Regions from separate parts of the Phocoena phocoena genome. Here region 1 is linked to region 2. Evidence: chromatin contacts called from public Hi-C data. All regions are on one chromosome and are shown on one strand. The core of a region is the stretch at or near the end of the contact, and the rest is flanking DNA. Distances in the headings are between cores, read along the strand shown.

The links. A called contact is a pair of places that touch in the nucleus more often than the background predicts.
Region 1: a contact with region 2 is called in a Hi-C map of kidney, with 10 times the contacts expected there. The contact joins the promoter of XXYLT1 here to the promoter of FAM43A in region 2. A contact is called at or near these places in 2 of 2 Hi-C or Micro-C datasets (kidney and lung).

Annotation. Positions count from the first base shown.
Region 1 is chr4:72,717,037-72,719,915 of mPhoPho1.1, reverse strand. It overlaps XXYLT1 (xyloside xylosyltransferase 1), which reads left to right and starts at 1,372. Exons shown (of 4, transcript XM_065876655.1): 1 at 1,372-1,925. The coding sequence starts at 1,422.
Region 2 is chr4:72,147,387-72,150,231 of mPhoPho1.1, reverse strand. FAM43A (family with sequence similarity 43 member A) reads right to left here and starts at 1,567. Exons shown (of 1, transcript XM_065876975.1): 1 at 1-1,567. The coding sequence starts at 678.

The sequences.
Region 1 (2,879 bases), core at 123-2,622, 570 kb before region 2:
GCTGTGCTCAGGGTCTTCCTACTCTGCCATCTTGCTTCCCCCCGCACGTGCCCAAATCCAGCTCTCTTAACCACAATGTCATCTGCTGAAGCTTGTGGTAAAATACACTCAACTCAGAGTCTGAGTTATCACTTTCAGTGCTAATCTTGGCTGGAAGTTTGGGCTTTGGAAGTGGTATGGCTTGAGTGGGGATCCATTATTTACTAGCCAACTAGATTTGGGCAGTTCACTTCTCTAAATCTCAATTTCCTCAATTGTAAAGTGCAAATAAGCAAATAATACCTCTACCTCTTACAGCTGTGTGGATTAAATGAACTAAAGTAATACCTGTTACTAAAGTGAGATAATTCTGCTATTGTTCCCCACCCCCCAAGGTGAGTAGCATGTATTGAACTTGTTGCTAAGCACTCTTTAGAGGTCCAAGGTTTTTCAGAGAAGTGTTGCTCCAACTGAAAAGAAGAAGAGTTAAAAACGAGATGAATTGTGGTTCTGGGGACCACACATTCAGAAATAATGGCATGGCACAGTAAACGGGTGAGAGAATTTGTGATTGCATTTGTGCCTGCGTTTTCACCTGCACCTCTTTCAAGCATGCAGACCACTTGTACATGTTTACGTAAACACTGTAGTGTGTCATTGGTCCTCAGAAGACTCAAGTTAATGGGCTTTTATGTAGTTGGCAGTGTCCAGCTATATTGTCAAACCTGCCACTGTGTGACCCTGGGCAAGTGACCTCAGTTATGCTTCAGTTAAGAATTTGCAAAACTACCGGGTACATATTAAGCCTCTTTTAAAGTGTTAAAGTTAAAAAAAAAAAAGTATCCTTTAGATTGCCTCTGGTCCGCCTCAGAGGTGCCAAGTGAGGTGAGCAGGACATTTACACCTCTGGTGTCAATCCTACTTCACCGAGAATAGGGAGGGAGTTGCTAGTTTAAATTCTTTAGCCCCAGATAGTCTCCAAGGTGTGAAAGGAGTCGGGGAGAGGACTTAAAGCCTTCAAGAAATTAGGGTGGAAAAGGTATATAGAGAAAATTTTTCTTTGTGAGTCCAGTTTAGTCTTTTTGCTACCGAAGTCTTAGCTTCGGTTTCTAGCGTCTGGGGCTGGGCACTTAAGAGGGCCATTTTTCACGGACGGTACAGCCAGCGGGCTTGTATGCCCGAGTCCTCACCGGCTTCTCTGACCACTCTGGGGCGGCTCCTGCGGACCCGCGGCGCATCCCCGATGTAATCCTTCTGAGCCTAGGACCCAGCGGCTGCCGGGCAGCCCTGGCCCCGCCTCTCGGCGCATCAGCGCCCGCGGATTGGTAGCGCGGCTCCGCCTCCGCCATGGCTGCCGCCCGCCGCCGGGGCTACTAAGTAGCTGCAGGGGTACTGTTCTCCGCTGCGGCTCCCCGGCCGCCCTGTCCGCGGGAGGGTGGCGCATGGGTCTCCTCCGAGGCGCGCCCCCATGCGCTCGGGCTATGGCGCGTCTGGGCGCTGTGCGCTCCCACTACTGCGCGCTGCTGCTGGCCGCGGCGCTTGCCGTCTGTGCCTTCTACTACCTCGGCTCCGGCCGGGAGACCTTCTCCAGCGCCACCAAGAGGCTGAAGGAGGCCCGCGCCGGAGCCCCTGCCGCGCCCTCGCCGCTGGTGCCGGAGCTGGCGCAGGGCTCCGTGGCGCCGGCCCCGGGTGCTAAGGCCAAGAGCCTGGAGAGCGGCGGGGCCGGGCCGGTGGACTACCACCTGCTGATGATGTTCACCAAGGCGGAACACAATGCCGCGCTGCAGGCCAAGGCCCGCGTCGCGATCCGCTCCCTGTTGCGCCTCGCTAAGTTCGAGGCGCACGAGGTGCTTAACCTGCACTTCGTGAGCGAGGAGACCAGCCGCGAGGTGGCCAAGGCCCTGCTGCGGGAGCTGCTACCGCCCGCCGCCGGCTTCAAGTGCAAGGTGAGCGGGGCCTCAGCCGGAGGTTCCGGGTGGGTAGCTCGGTCAGCGCGCGCGCCCGGCCAGGCTCCAGGGGTCAGGAGGGAGGTGTCTTCGTTGCGCTGCCCACTGCCAACGCCAGTAGAAGCCTAACCTCTCAACCCGATCCCCCTGGCTGAAGTGTGCATTCACAGCACGCTGGAGGCGTCGTCCGGGGGCGTGTCCGGGAGCCTCGTTGTTAGCCGACTACCCTGACCGCGTCTCCCCCTTTAACTGCGGCCTCCTTGAGAACTGGCACTCCCCGTCTTTGCTAGCGTTACAGGATTCAGCAGTCAGTGCCTTCAGAGCCTGCCCCTCTTTTTATTCTTCTCAGTCTTTGACTTTTTTTAAAAATAAATTTATTTTGTTTATTTTATTTTTGGCTGCGAAGGGTCTTCGTTGCTGCGCGCGGGCTTTTCTCTGGTTGCGGCGATGCGGGGGCTACTCTTCCTTGTGGTGCGCAGGCTTCTTATTGTGGTGGCTTCTCTTGTTGGGAACACGGGCTCCAGGTGCGCGGGCTTCAGTAGTTGTGGCTCACGGGCTTAGTTGCTCCGCGGCATGTGGGATCTTCCCGGACCAGGGCTCGAACCCGTGTCTCCTGCATTGGCAGGCGGCTTCTTAACCACTGTGCCACCAGGGAAGCGCCTCAGACTTTTACTTTTGAGGATGGAGCAGGTCATTTGAACGTACCAATATGCTTCTGGTGCATAGTCTGCTGGACAGGGTCTTCGGCCGCTTGAATTGTTCAGGTTACAGTGACATTTCTCATAGCTCATTTTCTCTAAGGTATTTCAGTCGGAACTAGTCAAGCCCAAACCCAGCCAGTGTGAACCATCTCATCTCCTCTGTGTGCCCCCTTCTCCCCTACCCTCAAGGGTCCTGAACCCATTTAGAGAAGCACCGGGTTCCTCCCAGGAGGTACAGATAAGATCTGGGGAG
Region 2 (2,845 bases), core at 318-2,817:
CAGGGGCACTAGCGGGATGGTGTGCGCGCCCACCAGCTCCTGCTGTTGGTGACGCGCGTCGTCCCGCCGCTTGAGCCGTTTAAATTCCGCCAGAGCGTTGGCTGACGTCTGGTAGAGCAGCAGGGCCATGGCCTGCGCCTTCTCGGGCTTGGACACCAGCACCGCGTGGCAGCGCAGCATTACCGCCTTGTGTTTGAGCTCGTGCCGGTACACCCAGGCGAAGACCTTGGGCAGTCGCGCGTCCGCCACGCAGTAGGTAACGCGATGCAGCAGGTAGAGGTGGCCCGGCCGGCGCAGCGCACGCTCCTCGGCGTGCACCATGCGGATACCCTGCGCACTCACTGTCAGCTTCATCTTGGTGCCCTGACGGCCCGCCTCGCTCTTGCTCCAGATCTTGCCCACCGCTAGGTCGGTGCAGCCGTCGCCGCGCGCCTGGATGGTGGTGGCATTGCCCAAGTAGAGCACGGTGTAAGTTGGGTCCTCGCTGGTGATGTGCAGCTTCTTGCGCTTGGAGCGGAACATGCTGCCCACCCGGCTGAGCGCGCCTTCGGGGCACGCCCGTGCCAGAGAGCTGAGCGCCGAGTAGTGCAGGCTCACCGCGTAGCCCTTGGGTTTGGACGCCTGCCGTGGCGGCGCCTCGGCCAGCAGCTCGAACTTGTGCTTCTTCCACGGCAGCATCTCCGGAGGGCGCCCCAGCGCAGCTGGGCGGCGGCGGCGGAGCGCCGATTGAGAACCCGGCTGAGCCACCCGCCCCGGCCGGGCTCGGCCGGGGCAAGACCGAAAAATAAAACTCTGCTGGGAGTGGCCCAGTTGGAGGGAGTGGGGGCGGGGGAGATGTTCGAGAGCCCCGCCGAAAGAGGTAGGGGTAGAATTTTTTTAAAGAGGATTTAACTGCAAGGAGAGGGGGTGGGTAGGAGCACACAGATTTACCCCAGCCTGGGCAGGACCAGGGCAAAGAGTCTTGGGCAAGCAAAATGAGAGAAAGCACGAGAGTGGAGCAGAAAATGTCTTTAGAAAAAAGGGATGCGTGCGTGTAGCAAAAGCAGCCGGGATGGTGCGAGAATACGCAGGAACTCCTCGGCGAAGGTGAAAAGGGGCCCCCTCTCACACACACAATCCCCAGGGCTAGGGCCAGAAACCGCGGAAACTCAACCGCGAGTGTGCCCAGGGGTCGGTGATCCCCACCCCCAAGAGGTGCTGTAGGCAGAGAGCCCCTCGGCTGAGCGGGTCCCAGAATCAGCTGCTTGCCCCGAGTGCGCTCAGATGGTGGGTCCAGCTGGCCGCGGCGGGCCCAGCGCAGCAGTCCCGCCGTGGCTCACTGCATTTTCTCTCCCGCAGGACGCCGGGGACTCTGGCTTCGCCGGCTCACTGTCCGAGCTGGCTCCGCCAGGGCAGCGCCGGCCTCCGAGGGCGGGGCGTGCGCATGGTCGGCTCCGGGGATGGTCGCTACCTCATTTCTTCTCTCCGGAGGGTGTCCGACTGCGCTCCCGGGATCCCCTGGCTCGGCTGCCCGCCTTTGCAGCGCGCCCCCTCCGGTGTCGCGAGAGGTATCTGCCTCGCCAGCCTCATATCCTAGCCGTCTGGGAGGAAGATCTCGGGTAAATATAGGCCGGCGCGAACCATTCGCCGCGCGGGGACAGGGGAGGAGCGGAGAAGAGGATCTGTTTCGGGCTTGGAAGGTCGGCGGGTTACTGGTCTCTTAAAGGGACCTGGTTGCAGCCATTGGTTGAGGGAAAGGGGAGAACGGGCCAACCTGGCAATTAAATCCCAAGTTTACCAGCAGAAATTCTGTAGAATTTATCTACAAAAATCGCCAAGACCTTTGGTTACCCCGCAAGAAAAGCAACTTGAATTCTGACACTCCACCCCCAGCCTGAATTGCGACTCACTGATGTGTGTCTCCATCGGAACTTCTGGGGGAGGTGGTGGAGGGTGGGATTTACACTATAAAATACAAAAAGGTTGGGGAAATAGTGATTCTTTCCGTGTGTAATAGCTTTCTGAAATTGACTGGGTGCTGTTTAATTTTTTTTTTCCAAAATTTTATTCTATTAAAGAAAATAAAGAGGGGCAAAGAAAACGCTGGGACTTATCTTTCACCATCTTGGAGCCCTTTCTCCACAGGCAAAGAGCAGATAGTGAAAAGAGATGAGTGGTAATGGGATGGTTAGAGTGAACACTATAGTACGTGTTTGGTAAATAAGGTGCTTCCAGCTTCTAACCCCCAGCAGTGCCCCCTCCTTCTGTCAGGCCTCAGAGTAGAGCAGTTTTCTGAGATATACTCAATTTCTAAGTGATGCTTGTGTGTGGTTAGAACTCAGTTTATAATTTGGCAGGCCAGTCATTTAGTTTTATTACATCATTGTCACATTATGGATGAGAATTCCTAGTAAAAATTCAAATGATGTTTTTTATTTGTGTCAAATAATGCCCGGCCACCCTCCACAGAGAATGATTAACATTAATCATTCTTTTCTCTTGTGCCAGCTGGATAATGTCGCTTTAATCATCTGGCCGGCTTGACCCTTGGCTAGTAACTCATTTCTGGGCCCTCGAAACAACGGGCTTGCCTCTACGGTCTGCTCAATCAAAGCAAAACCACTTCTAGCTGGAATGTGCAGGTGACCCTACATCAAACTCCCAAGCTCATCCCAGAGGAGGAGAGTAGGCCCTCCCACTCCCCAGGCCCAGTCTACTGGGGATCTAGATGTCTCTGGCTTCCATACCAGGTTCTGATTTCAAAACAACTGTAACTCCTCATGGAAATTCTCTGGCCCTCTACCTTTACTAACTTTTAACCTTTCTTTGAACTCTAACCCAATTTTCTAGAGTCACTGGTGCTGCG